2 separate regions of the Mus musculus genome follow, and region 2 is linked to region 1. Evidence: chromatin contacts called from public HiChIP or PLAC-seq data. All regions are on one chromosome and are shown on one strand. The core of a region is the stretch at or near the end of the contact, and the rest is flanking DNA. Distances in the headings are between cores, read along the strand shown.

What was found. HiChIP or PLAC-seq counts read pairs in DNA pulled down with a chosen protein or histone mark.
Region 2: an H3K4me3 HiChIP or PLAC-seq map of bone marrow-derived macrophages shows a contact between it and region 1, with 4 times the contacts expected there. The contact joins two enhancer-like sites. A contact is called at or near these places in 3 of 39 promoter capture datasets (embryonic stem cells, hippocampal neurons and pre-B cells), 5 of 484 Hi-C or Micro-C datasets (the Ba/F3 cell line, the G1E-ER4 cell line, the N1E-115 cell line and 2 more), 7 of 115 datasets of contacts at active chromatin or transcription factors (the 230-238 cell line, the SCID.adh cell line, bone marrow-derived macrophages and 3 more) and 1 of 9 other capture datasets (adipose tissue).

The regions. Positions count from the first base shown.
Region 1 is chr6:119,804,705-119,811,843 of GRCm38.p6, reverse strand. The region is part of intron 3 of Erc1 (ELKS/RAB6-interacting/CAST family member 1); the gene reads left to right. Among named protein-coding and RNA genes, the nearest start is that of Erc1, 40 kb to the left of the region's middle. Within about 2 kb of position 2,538, at least 13 of the 459 cell types and tissues checked have an H3K27ac peak or open chromatin away from gene starts, as enhancers often do. A contact at or near this core is called in bone marrow-derived macrophages, where this site is marked.
Region 2 is chr6:120,025,378-120,032,516 of GRCm38.p6, reverse strand. The region is part of intron 1 of Wnk1 (WNK lysine deficient protein kinase 1); the gene reads left to right. Among named protein-coding and RNA genes, the nearest start is that of Mir706, 5.4 kb to the left of the region's middle. Within about 2 kb of position 2,961, at least 9 of the 459 cell types and tissues checked have an H3K27ac peak or open chromatin away from gene starts, as enhancers often do. A contact at or near this core is called in bone marrow-derived macrophages, where this site is marked.

The sequences.
Region 1 (7,139 bases), core at 1,289-3,788:
GTGAGAGATGGGCGTATCCTATTCTGTCAAAGCATCATTTTCAAACATGGCTGCTTCCTTCTACAAACTAACTTAACTTCATTGTTTGGGATTGAAGGTGTGTGCTAAGGCGTGTTTGTATTCCAGCCGGAGGGATTAAGGGTGTGTGCTGTGGTCTGAGCCACACTCCAACTAGAAACAGGTTTTTTATTCTTCTTCTTTAAACGTAAATAACATAATCTCGGGTTCATAGTGTGATAAGATAGCCTGCAACAGAAGGTAACTTCTACTCCTCCTCATAAGTTGACATCTTTGTTTTATGATTATGATTATGTTTATACTTTTCAAGTCATTACCTTAAACTAAATGTATTGAAGTATATTCAGTATATTCAGAAGTAACCAGAAAATAAATTTTTTAACTTGACTCTGTTTAATTAAAAATTCTTATTTTCATAGAATAGGTGTGCTTTGTATGCTAAGTCTAAAGGAGACGAATTAGGTTACTAGGAACTGGATATTTAGATGGAGCTATTCAAACAAATCTCTATTTTCCTTTTTTCTTTTCTCATCTTTAATTATTTACTGGTTTATTGACTGATTTAATTTGTGGTGTGTACGTCTGTGTGTGTGTCTGTGTGTGCCATGGCCCTTGTTTGGAAGTCAGAAGACAGCTTAGGAGCCAATTCTCTTTTATCCTGGGCTCTTGGGCTCATGAACTGAGCTTGGCACCAAACATTCCCGTTCACCGGGCCATCTTAGGAGTCTACCTTTTTAACTTTGAGAAAATAAGGCTTTTAGGGGAGGGGGCTTTTAGGGAACAGATTTCAAAAACTGCTTGAATGAAAGAATGTTTGCAAATAAATTAGAATCATAGTGATTCTTATTTTATAAAAAATGTTTTTAAAAACCATTTTTATTTTGTTTTTTAGCATCTCAGCCCAGGATGAGCCAGGATGGTCTTTGAACTTGAAATCTTCCTGCCTTAATATTTATAGAGTACTGGGATTGCACATGTATGCTATTGTTCTTGGCTTTGATAATGTGTTTAAAGGCAACTCTCATGCATTCTAGATACCTTATACATTGCTGACTTAAATAAATAGAAGTCTACGGGGACTGGAGAGATGATTTCTATCTTAGGGGTTTACTGCTGTGAACAGACAGCATGACCAAGACAACTCTTATAAGAACAACATTTAATTGGGATTGGCTTACAGGTTCAGAGGTTCAGTCCGTTATCATCAAGGCAGAGGCATAGCAGTGTCTAGGAAGGCATGGTGCAGGAGGAGCTAGCTGACAGTTCTACATCTTCATCTTCATCTGAAGGCTGTTAGGAGAAGATGCTTAGGAGGAGGATCTCAAAGTCTATCCTCTAAGTGATATACTTCTCTAACAAGACCACACCTCTTAATAGTGCTGTTTCCTGGGCTAAGCATATTCAAATCAACACAATGTTTTAGTGGCTAAAAGCACTTGCTACTTTTCCAAAGGAAGAGTTCTCAGTTCTCAGCACCCATGGAGTGCCTCACTATTCCTAACTCCAGTACTAGGGTTTCTAACACTCTCTTCTGACCACCATGGGCACCATGCACACATGGTGAGCATATTCATACATGGAGGCAAAATGCTAAGACACATAAAAAAGAATAAAAAAGAAATAGAAATAGAAAAAAAATAGAAGTCTAATAGCCTTTTCTATATTAAAGTGTACTGTACTTTGAGATTTAAAAGTGATAGGAGTTAGGGCAGGGGTAGGGTACTTGGAAAGAAGACTGCTGCAGGTGTAAGGCTAATCTGGGCTTCATAGTGAGAGCTCAGCCAGTTAGGGATAAATAACAGGACCATGTCTCAAAGAGCAAAAACCAAAGAGCCGTAGCAATTAACGTTCATTTTAGCGTTTGGTTTTACCTTTTTAAAGTTGAAAACCTAAAGAAGGACTTAGGGGCTATTGAGAGAGTGGTGAACAGTGTTGGAGTTTTTGATTTGTGGCTTCAGTTTTTACCTTCTTCTTCGAGAAGTTGATTTATTGAACAATTTTGAAAAATTTAGAACTTCCTTACAGGCTTGAACCACAATGTATATAGAAAACTGATGAGAAGATGAGAAGTTGAATTTGTTAGTATTGGCAGATTTCTAATTTTTTTATAATTTTATTATTAATTAATTAACTAATTAAGGTTTTTTTAGGCCTCACACTTTACATTTCAGGTTCATTGAGTCATCGGGCTCAACTGAGTGTTTTCTCTCTCCCTCCTCCATCCTTTCTCTCCCTCACCTACTCTTTGCTTCTAGGAATTGCTCTTTTCAATAGTTAGGGTTATATTGTTGTTGTTTTTCCTCTTGTTCATTCCATTCATAATTTAACATGAATAAATTTGAAAACTACTGGCCATTACAACACACAAGCACAATTAAAACCTAAAACTTGATTGCTTAGATTGAGGTAGCATGCTACAGTTCTTGTGACAGATGGCTTCCTCATGCTCCTTCCTCCTCTGCTGTGATTTTTTTTTTTTCCCAGAGAAAAAAATCCCATGAGTTCCCATTTTGGCTCTAGTTGTGCTCTGCCCACTCATTGGCTTCAGAGGAACTCTAATTTGGATGTACTGGCTACTGGCACTATAGTAGGAAGTGGTTACAAAGTGTGGCTCCTTATGCCAAGTGTTCTTTTATCAGAGAAATTGTAGTTTCATAAAGTTAAACATCTTAATCATACCGACTAAAGCTAAATTTTACTCTTCCAAGACTATTTACTTTTAATTATTTGTATATATGTCTGTGTGTAGGTATATGCACATGAGTGCAGGTGTCTGTGGTGGCCATAGGTGTCAGATCCCCCTGGAGCTGGAAGTATTGGTGGTTGGGAGTCACCTACCTTGGGTGTTGGGAACTGACCCAGTTTGGTTCTGGGCAGGAGCAGTACATGCTCTAAGTGCAGCACTGTGTCTCCAGCTCCAGAATGTGTTTTAAGGACTGTTTATTACACTTGTAGTGTGTGTGTTTTTGCATGTGCACATGCCAGAGTGTGGGTGTGGACAGTAAAGGACAGCTCCCTCCACGGTGAGGGCCTGGGATTGAACTCAAGTTGCCAGCTTGGGAACAGGTGTCTGCCCACTGAGCCTTCTTGCAGGACATTTAGCATATAGTTTTCAGTTGATGTTCTAAACTAAGTATTTTTAGTGGCATATGTATTACAAAACAGGTTTTTAAAATCTGAATTTCACATAATCAGGAATTTATAGTGTGTTGTACTGCAATGTTTGTTCCGGGCACTGAATGAATATACATAATTGTACTGAGATTTTTTTTTTTTGGGTGTGTGTGGAGATAATCTTGTTGTGCGCTTTAGGGTGGCCGCCTTCTACAGTCTTCTTGCCTAAACTTTCTGAATTCTGGGATACAGGTGTATACTACTATGCCCAGCCATGACAGAAATTTAATATCACAGAGACTTAATTATAGTCATTGAACCTGTCATGTCTAGTATTGAATTTTATATTTGATCAGTTACAACACGAATGCATGAGGATTTGCCAGACTTTAAAGTTGGACCAGTGAGTGATTGCTGCTGTTGCTGCTGCCACCACTGCCTCTTCTCATTTTTCTTGTTTACAATTTACATTATTTATTTATTTTAAAATTATTTTATTTATTTACATTCCAGCTATTGAGACAGGATATCTCTATATATCCCTAGTTGTCTTGGAGTTCTACCAGCATCTGCCTCCTGAGTGTTGGGAATAAAGGCTTGTGTCACCATACCTGCCCTCTCATTCTTTTTCTTCTGTCTTTTCTATTGTTATGAAGAAAGATCATGACCAAGAGAACTTATAAAATAAAGCATTTAATTTGGAGCTTACTGGGCAGGCTTAGAATCTATGACCATCTTTTCAGGAAACATGGCATCAGGCAAGCAGGCATGATGCTAGAGCAGTAGCTGAGAACTTACATCTTGATCTGAAAGTTGGAGGCAGAGAAATGGGGGTGTGAAATAGGAAGATGTTCACTATGCATTACAGGGAACATATAACGTGTGTGTGTGTGTGTGTGTGTGTGTGTGTGTGTGTGTGTGTGTGTTTATCCTGGAAGTAGTATAGCTTAATTATAGCACTGTTTTAAAGCACAGACTGTGGATTCAGTAAGCTTAGAGATACTGATCCAAGGAATGTAGAGAGATCTCTGATCTGTACGATGAAGATAATGCTCGATCATGAGAAGGATGTAGGGGTTAAATAAATTAAGTCTCAGGGAGAATTTAGAACTGGGGATTTTGTTTAGTAAGTACCAGTTCTTTGTTATTGTCGTTTCACTTTGGTCTCTCTTGTAAAGTTAATATTGACTCAGAAACTCAGAAAGATCTATTTGAGTGTGTTTCCTCAGTGTAGGATTATTGATTAACATTATTTTGTTAATACTTTTTCTTCATGTAATGAATGTAAATTTGTCACATAATAAAAAACATAGTGAAGACTAAGATTAAATCTGTACATTTGTATGTCATTACAAGATAAAATACAGAATTAGTCACTTGGAATTCAATAAATATTTGAATGCTATTGAGTGAACTATAATACTTGTTTAGAATTGTAAATGTGATAGGTGGGAGGAACCTTATAGAATCTCTTTTTCATATTCCTTCATAGTACCCCTTACAAATCATGTAGTATAAGTATTAAATTTACATTGATTAGCTGTTTGTTCTGTTTAAAAGTAATTGTTTTTTGTAGAAACTTTTCATCATTAAGAAATGTTTGAAGTAGCTTGCTTTTGTGTAATACTTGATACATGTATAGCTTAGGATCTGAATTCAGTCTGGAACTAGGTAGAACAAATCTATTTCTCTTTCCAGAATAATAGGATAGGGTTTATGAAATAGAAATTTAGTGGTCCAAAAAATTGCTGGTAGGGCTGGACCACTTGACTTCAGGCTTGCTTCTGTAATACTAATAAGAAACTTGCACTACTGTGAGCCCAGAGCAGTTGAAATCTCCTGCAGCCCCACCCCTCTGCAGCATCTGTTCTGGCTAAAGAAGACAGAGCCTCTTTCTTCATGTCACCCAGGTCCACACTTGTCTTCTATGCTTTTGTTTAACTGGTAGTCTGGATCCTCCTGTGCTGTAGCTACAAGGCTATGTAGGAATTTGTGAGTTTCCACTCTTACCTTGGGGAAGCAGGACTCAGAGCGGATGTGTAAATTAGGATCTGATTTACGTGTTTGAATATTTTGCATGTGCTTATGAACATATACTATGTGTATGCCTAGTGCCTGCAGAAATCAGCAAAAGGTGTCAGATCTCCTGGAACTGTAGCTAGGGATGGTTGTGAGCCACCATGTGGTACTGGAAACTGGACCTATGTCCTCTGCAAGAGCAACATGTGCTTTTAACTGCTGAGCCATCTATTTCTTCAGTCCCTGATCTTAAGTTTAAGTTCAACTTCAGCTATGTAGTGAGCTGAAGGTTAACCTGGAATACTTGAGACCCTTTTTAAAAAATAGGACAAAGCAAATATTGCAACCTTAATGTATTGCATCTTGGATATTTTTGTTTGTTTCTGAGACAGAATCTTACCATGTAATTCTGCTTGGCTTAGAACTCACAGTGATCCTCCTGTCTCCACCTTTTGAGTATTGGAACTGAAGGCTTCTAGATGGTATTGTTTATTTGAAAGACTCTGTAATCACACTTTGAAAAATAGTTATATAAAATAATTAAAATAGGGCCAGATGGTGGTAGCACATCCTTTTAATCTCAGCACTTTGGAGGCAGAGGCAGGTGGATCTCTGAGTTCAAGACCAGACTACAGAGTGAGTCCACAGCAATTAAGGCTACACACAGAAACCCTGTCTGGAAACACAGCAGCAGAAACAACAATAAAAACAAACAAAAATAATAATTTAAATGGGAAGCTCCTTTAAAATAAAAGTTGTTTTTGTTTTTTGTTTTTCAACTTGGAAGAGAAGCTCTTGGGATGTATGCTTTTATTGGGGTATAAATTTAAATACTTCTGAATTATAACCCAGATAAAAATCAAAACATTCTTTGTGATATTAATGCCTGCTCTCCTTTATGGGAGAGGCACTAAATTATTTTAAGTTTTATTTTGCTTACTGAAAAGGGTATCTCAATTACTAAATTGATTTTGCAACAAATTTTATAATAGGTGAGTTTAAAAGGTAGTAGTTTATAATATAGGTGTTTTTTCAGGTACATAGAAGCTGTCAGTTTCTATAAAATTTTACTTTTAGAAAGCTAGGAATATGGGAGATGATACTCTCAATATATAACTTTATAAACAAATGCTAATAAAAAAACATTGCCTTAGAAGATTGGTTAGACATTCCCAGGTCATTGTGGCTGCTCCTGTAAATAAATACTGAAAATGCATAGGAAAAATTAGTAGAAGTGTCTGTTTGCTGTACTGAGACAGTGCAGAGGAAGGTGTGTCTTGAAGTGTCCAAAGAGGGGAATGGTAGTCCTGGAAGTGGTATGCAGTTTTAATCTTCTTAAGGTAAGGATGATAGTATTCTTGATAATGTTTCCCTCTTTTGTTTGCTTTGTTTTAAGACAGGGTTTCCCTGTGTAGCCCCGGCTCCTGAAACTCTGTGTACACTCTAGGCTACCTCTGAGCTTCAGTGCTCTTCCTTCTCCCTTCCTAGAGCTGGGATCGCAGGTGTGCTACATGCTTGGGTTAAGTGTTCTTGCTTTTATGAAGCAGCCAGTCCAGTGGTGTTTCTTTACTTGCGGAAGGTGGTAATTCTACATCTGCTCTTTGTAGATCCTTGGTCTGGAAAATTGCTTAGGAATCCACAGAATTCTGGTTTAGTAAGTTTTCTCTTTACCATAGTTATGCATGAACTAATGCTATTACAGAAACAAATTTGAGAGCAAAAACGACTGTTTCTTTTGGAGTTTGCCTCTTTTGTTGTATCTTTATCTTAGTCACTGGTTTTTAGAGTAGTTGCCAGAGCTGGTATGTCAGTTTGACATTTTGATTTCAAAGATCCTATTATAATCTTGCTCCAATGTCAAGCAGTTCCTCAGTGATAGACATAAGCCCCCCTTCTGCTTTGTTAGATGATGTAAGACGGTTTTACAGAGTCCTTGGTGTTATGTCCCTGTGTGGAGCTTAAATGAGGACATTTATAGTGCCTAATGG
Region 2 (7,139 bases), core at 1,712-4,211, 220 kb before region 1:
ATCAAGAAGAATTTAAATTTTTGTTTTTTAGAAAGGCCAGGCTGTCGTGGTACATGCCTTTAGTTCCAGCACTTGGGAGGCAGTCACAGGCTGATCTTTTGAATTTGAAGCCAGCCTGGTCTACATAGTGAGTTTCCAGAAAATCCAAGACTACACAGAGAAACCTAAAAACAACTGATCAAATAAAACAAAAACAAAAACAAAACCCCAAACTACATTTGTAGTCTCAGTAGATAGCTAATTAGTAATACTAATTTCAAATGAAGTTATACTAATTCTGTGTAGAAGTGGCTGTCAGGATTTCTAAAGTTCTCTAATAAATGACAAATTTAATTTTTATCACTTCATATGGGGATCTAGACTTTGGAGGATGAATGCGTGGGGTGTACAAATTAAACTTCCTATTGTTAGGTTATTTTTAGAGTCACAGTATGTGTAGCTATCTACCAAATTGTTTTCAATAATAAATAGGTAATATTTTGATACCACAGTCTTTACAGTCTTTTTTTTTTTTTTTTTTCCAGACAGGGTTTCTCTGTGTAGCTCTGGCTGTCCTGGAACTCACTTTGTAGACCAGGCTAGCCTCGAACTCAGAAATCTGCCTGCCTCTGCCTCCCAAGTGCTGGGATTAAAGGAGTGTGCCACTACCGCCCGGCTCGATACCAGTCTTAAGTAATAACAGAAGTCTTAAAACTCTTAATTCTTTTATCAGGATCTATTAGGCAAAAAAGCACTTTAATTCAGTCAGCTGTGCTGGTGGAAACATGTTTCTAGGGAGTTTTGTAGAGTTTACACTTTGGAGGCTGGGACAGTTTGTGGGAGCGTGCTTATTAGGAAAGCATGTAGTTTGCTTTACAAAAACAAACGTAGACCTGGTAATTTACTTATTTCTGACATTTTTCTCATAAGTTGTCTCTAAATAGTGAATTTCCTTGAAGCTCTATATACTGATGATGTGTTTTTTCAGCTTTACCTAAAAAGAGAAGTAAAAGTTGTAATTTTTGTTTACACTCCAGTCCATTTAATGCCTATATCTTAAAGTTATGGTTTGAGTTCCTAACTACATGACTTTTTGGGTGGTTTTTGTTTTTTTTTGTTTTTTTTTAAAGATTTATGTATGATAGTTGTGAGCCATCATGTGGTTGCTGGGAATGAAGGCTCGCTCTGGCCTAAATATATTTATTGTTTATGTACTATAATATATCTATAATAATAATTATTTTTGTTTTTTTTTTTTTTTTTGAGACAGGGTTTCTCTGTGTAGCCTTGGCTGTCCTGGAACTCACTCTGTAGACCAGGCTGGCCTCGAACTCAGAAGTCCGCCTGCCTCTGCCTCCCAAGTGCTGAGATTAAAAGGCAATGGGCCACCACTGCCTGGCAATTTATTCTTTTTGCTAGCTTTAACTCATTGAACTGAATCATTTGATTGTTTTGGTTTTTAATTTTGAGATAAGGGCTTACTTTGTGCCTGAGGCTGACCTAGAACTCACTGTATAGCTTAGGCTGCTCAAACTCAGAAACAATTAGAAACAATATGATTTTTGCTAGGTAAGATTGGATTTAAGATGTATGTTAACTTGGCATGGTGGTGCAAACCTGTAATCCTAGCTGCAATCATTTAGCAGAGCCTGGATTTGAATGCAAGCAATATATTTTTTAGGAGGCTGAAATAGTAAGGTCTAATACAAGTTTAGGATTAGCCTGGCTACAGAATTACAGATACACTGTTCTAAACAAAACAATCCCTAAAATACATACTTAATGTTGTAGGAAATAACTGTTCTAGAGAATTGTAATTAGTTGACTTCTTAAAATGGTTCTTTTTCACAGTCTCAAGAATTTAAATTTGTCATTTTTCTGTATTTTCCTTTTATTCTGACCCAGATTAACATAGTTATTCCTAGTCTATGAACTTGGAAAGAGATTATATTATATAAAAGACAAGTGAGGCTATAATGTTAACCTGGTGACTGATTTCATTTGTTCACATTAAAAATTCAAGTGCGGGCAGGTGAGATGGCTCAGCGGTTAAGAGCGCAGACTGCTCTTCCAAAGGTCCTGAGTTCAAATCCCAGCAACCACATGGTGGCTCACAACCATCTGTAACAAAATCTGATGCTCTCTTCTGGAGTGTCTGAAGACAGCTACAGTGTACTTACATATAGTAAGTAAATAAATATTTAAAAAATTAAAAAAATAAAAAATAAATAAAAAAAGAGCTTAAAAAAATTCAAGTGCAAGATCCTGGTCATGTGAAATTTACCCTAATTCATACTTTGGTACTTCCACAACTGGGCTTCTGTATTCAGAATTTAAATCGTGTTATTTGAGATTTCTGGTAGCTTTAATTTTTTTCTTTTAGATCAGTGGTTCTCAATATCATATTTATATTATAATTCATAACAGTAGCAAAATTACAATTATGAAGTAGCAATGAAAATAATTTTATGGTTGGTTATCATAAGGAACTACATTAAAGGCTTGTGTTGGAAAGATTGAGAACCAATGTTTTAGATAATACTGATGGCAGAAGAAATGAAATAATTTCTGAAAATACTTGAAATAATAATCACTACTGCTTAGTAGATTTTTGGTATGTCAGTTTTTTTGTTTTTGTTTTTTTGAGACAGCATCTCTGTGATAACCCTAGTTGTCCTGGAACTCCCTTTATAGAACAGGCTGGGCTGGAACTCACAGGGATCTACCAGTCTCTGTGTTGGGGTTAAAGGTGTATGCCACCATATTCAGCTTTATTATTTTTTATATTAATATATTTTCAGTAACTTGAATTTTAATTGCTATTTTTAAAAGATTTATTTATTTATGTATATGAGTACACACTGTAGCTGTACAGATAGTTGTGAACCTTCATCTGGTTGTTGGGAATTGAATTTAGTACCTCTGCTCCCTCCGGTCGGCTGGGTGGTTTGTCAGCTACCATGTGGTTGCTAGGATTTGACCTCAGGACCTTTGAAAGCGCAGTCAGTCCTCTTACCCGCTGAGTCACCTCACCAGCCTCCTTAATTGCTATTTTTTAAACATGGGAAATATCTGGTCTTATAGAAATAGATGAGGTACTAGATGGTGGCAGCACACACCTTTAATCCCAGCAGAGGCAGGCATATCTCTCTGAGTTTGAGTCTGGTCTGCAGAGTGAGTTCCAGGACAGCTTTGGTTCCCAGAAAAACCCTGTCTTGAAAAACCAAAATACACAAAAAAAGGAAGAAGGAAAGGAAGAGGTGAAGCTTAGTATGATCTTAGTTTTGGTTTGAAGAGGCCAAATTGTCAAGTGAACAAAATTAAAACTAGGTTGCCAGCAGGACAGTGGTTTCAAACGCCTTTAATTCTAGATATAGAGGAAGGTAGACAGACCTCTGAGTTCAAGGCCTGCCTGGTCAAAACCCTGTCTCAAAAACAAAAACAAAGCCTAGGTTGCCAGTATTCATTTCTCTGCTACGTGATTCTCCTTGCCTTGGCCAAATTCTATGTTAATTATTGTATTTGTACAGCCAGTATAAAGAAAACCTGCTTTAGCCAGGTGTGGTAGCTAATACCTGTAATTTCCAGCACTTGGGAGGCTGAGGCAGGAAGATTGCTGTGAGTTAAGAGTCCAGCCTGCGCCTTTAATCCCAGCACTTGGGAGGCAGAGGCAGGCAGATTTCTGAGTTCGAGGCCAGCCTGGTCTACAGAGTGAGTTCCAGGACAACCAGGGCTATGTAGAGAAACCCTGTCTCGAAAAAACGAAAAAAACAAACAAAAAACAACAACAAAAAAAAGAGTCTAGCCTGGGCTAGAGTGAGACTCTGCCTCAAACAAAGTAGCTCAAACTTGGTCCATAAATATTAGGTATGATTATACAGTGTCTTTTTTTTTAAAAAAGATTTATTTTATTTATATGTATATGAATATACTGTTGCTATCTTCAGACACATCAGAAGAGGGCATCAGATCCCATTACAGATGGTTGTGAGCCACCATGTGGTTGCTGGGAATTGAACTCAGGACCTCTGGAAGAGCAGTCGGTGCTCTTAACCTCTGAGCCATCTCTCCAGCCCCATACAGTGTCATTTTTATTTTGTCCTTTTGAGGTTATTTATGAACATTCCACACAAAGACATATATATATATATATATATAAGTATATATATATACATATATATATACTTAAAATAATAAAAATAAATAATTGACAGTTTGTAAGATGGCTCAGCAAGTAACGCTGCTTGCCACCAAGTCTGTTGACCTGAGTTTGATTCCAGGGACTCAGATAGTGGAAGGAGAAAATGGAATCCTGAAAGTTGTCCCTTGACTTTCACAAATGTATAGGAGCATATGTGCTTCAGTGCATCTGTGTCCTTCAGAGGGCAGCTTTTAGGATAGTTCTTTTCTTTCATTAAGGGTTCCAGAGGTGGAACTTTGGGTTGTCAGGTACTTTTACCACTGAGCCATCTGACCAGCTCATTTAAAATAGCAAGATTTTAAGTAAATTCTGTTATACAGAAAGTTTTGAATTATTGTTTTAGTATTTTGTTTTTTATTTTTAAACAAAAGTTTAAATACTCTACACACATGTAGTACTTTAGGCTTTATATTTAAGAGTGCTTGCAAGGTGAATTCTTTATAATTACTGAGGAAAGGTAATTAAAAATTACTGACAGTTACTTGCTTGCCTAACACCACTGTATAAATTATTTGTAACTTCACAGCTGCACTACAGGGCAGATAGTATAGTTTTTTGACTTTTATATTTGAGGAAACAAATTCAGGTTTAACCGCTTGTTTAAGACCACTGACATGCTCAGGGTTTGCTGGCACTGCCTATAATCCCAGCACTAGGGAGGCAGAGACAGGTAGATCTCTGAATTCCAGGCTAGCCGGGGTACATAATGAGATCTTATATCTTAGTTCTTGTTCTTTCTACTAGAAAGTACTTTGTGGAAGAAATCAGTTTGAATCTACTGGAATTCTAAATCTTATTCCATTTAGCAATTATTTTTAAGGTCACACATGTTATACTTCTTCCTGAAACAAATCTCCATTTAAATAGCCTTTTAGGCAATGTTTACATTTAGATGATAGAAGGTTTATTTTACTAATTTAATGTGCTTATAAATTTTTAGATATTATAGATATTGGTTATTGTTGAAAATACTCTGTCAGGCTTAAGTGTTTAAAGAGAAATATTTCTGACAGTCATTGTGAGATTATTTTGTGGAAACAGGATATTCCTTTACTTTCAGTAACTTCATGTAACTAAAGTTTTGCCTTCAAAGTAGAAAGATTTTGTCATTAAATATTTGTTTTGCTTTTAAAACAGTAGCTCTTTATGTAGCCCAAGCTGACCTTGAACTCATAATTTCTTGCTTTGCCCTCCTTGGTGCTAGAATTATGAGTGCTTAATGCCTGGCTTCAGTATCTTCAATATCCTTACCAACACTTCTGATATTCTCTGTACTAGGCAGTGGAATTGTTAATTTTGTTAGAACTAGTTTTAGTGTTTTAAAGGAAAATAGGTATGAGTAAATTTCATGACTTAGCATTTGGGTTTGCATTACTTGAGTCTTTCTTTTTTTTTTTTCTTTTTGGTTTTTCGAGACAGGGTTTCCTCTGTGTAGCCCTGGCTGGCCTGGAACTGTAGACCAGGCTGGTCTCGAACTCAGAAATCCTCCTGCCTCTGCCTCCCGAGTGCTGGGATTAAAGGCCTGCGCCACCACGCCCAGCTACTTGAGTCTCTCTTGCTTCTAGGCATTAGAGAGCATTCAGGTCAGGTGCAGCACTGCAATCTCCAATGAAATAGAAACAAAACTGTTTTTGCCTGTCTAGCTAGCTAAGTCATCCCAGTCTGATTGGGCACTATCATGGGGTTACTGGGAGGTCTCACCATTGGAGTAATGGATATTTTTGGTATGTGGCCTCTCATTCGAAGCCTCATTCCAGGTTCAAGTTCTATGGACGTCATCCCAGGAAAAGGAGGGCTCTTGGGAGGGTTCCTTATGGTAGGGTATTGGCTGGGAACAGGTAGGATCAGGACCCCTGCAAGATGAGAAGAAGAGAATGAAGCTGGATGTATTTTTTTCTTGTTTAAAGCAACTGTTACTTTGTCAGTCAGGCTGTGAGCCTACTCTTCTTATATCCATTTGTTTTTTGTTTTTTGTTTGTTTGGTTAGTTTTTTGATTGGATATTTTCTTTATTTACATTTCAAATGTTTTTCCCTTTCCAGGTCTCCCTTTCTGGGAACCCCCTATACCATCCCTCTCCCCTTGCCTCTGAGGGTGCTCCTCACCCCCCACTCTCACTCCCATCCTCCCACAATGGCATTTTCCTACACTGGGGCATCGTACACCCTCAGGCCCAAGAGCCTAACTGGTATCCAACAAAGCCATCTTCTCCCACATATGTGGCCGGGACCATGAGTTGCTCTTGGTTGTACTCTTTGGTTGGTGGTGCAGTCCCTGGGACCTTGGAGGAGTCTGGCCTGTTGACACTGTTGCTCCCTCCATGGGGCTACAAACCCCCTCAGCTCCTTCAGTCCCTTCTTCAACTCCTTCATTGGGGACCCCAGAGCTCAGTCCAGATCTTGAACTCAGAAATCTGCCTGCCTCTGCCTCCGGAGTGCTGGGATTAAAGGTGCGCACCACCACTGCCCAGCCCTTTTATTTTTCTTGATTTATTAGAAAAATAATTTCCCTGGGCTGGATATATAATTTGTAGAGTGCTTGCCCTGGTGGTGTGGTGGTGCATGGCTTCAATCCTAGCATTTGGTAGGTATCAGCCTTTATAACTAAAATTTTGGTCATGAAGCTAAAATTTACAGTTGAGTTCTTATCCAAGTGTGTATTATTTCTAAATTCTTAGAGATCTTGGGATGTTTGGTCTACAAATGGAAATATTTAGTTAAGACTTTAAGAAGTTTATCAGTTACTATATTATCATTTTGAACAAAGTTTTAAGTCATTCTTGATTAAACTGCCAAATTTATTTTTGTTTTCTACTTGTTAACATTTGTTCAGAGATGCAAGAATCCTCGCTGCTTCTCAGATAATTTTTTTTCTTTCTTAATGTGTATGGGCATATCACTTGCATATATGTCTGCATCATGTATATGCTTGGTGCCCTTGGAGGTCAGAAGAGAGGGTAT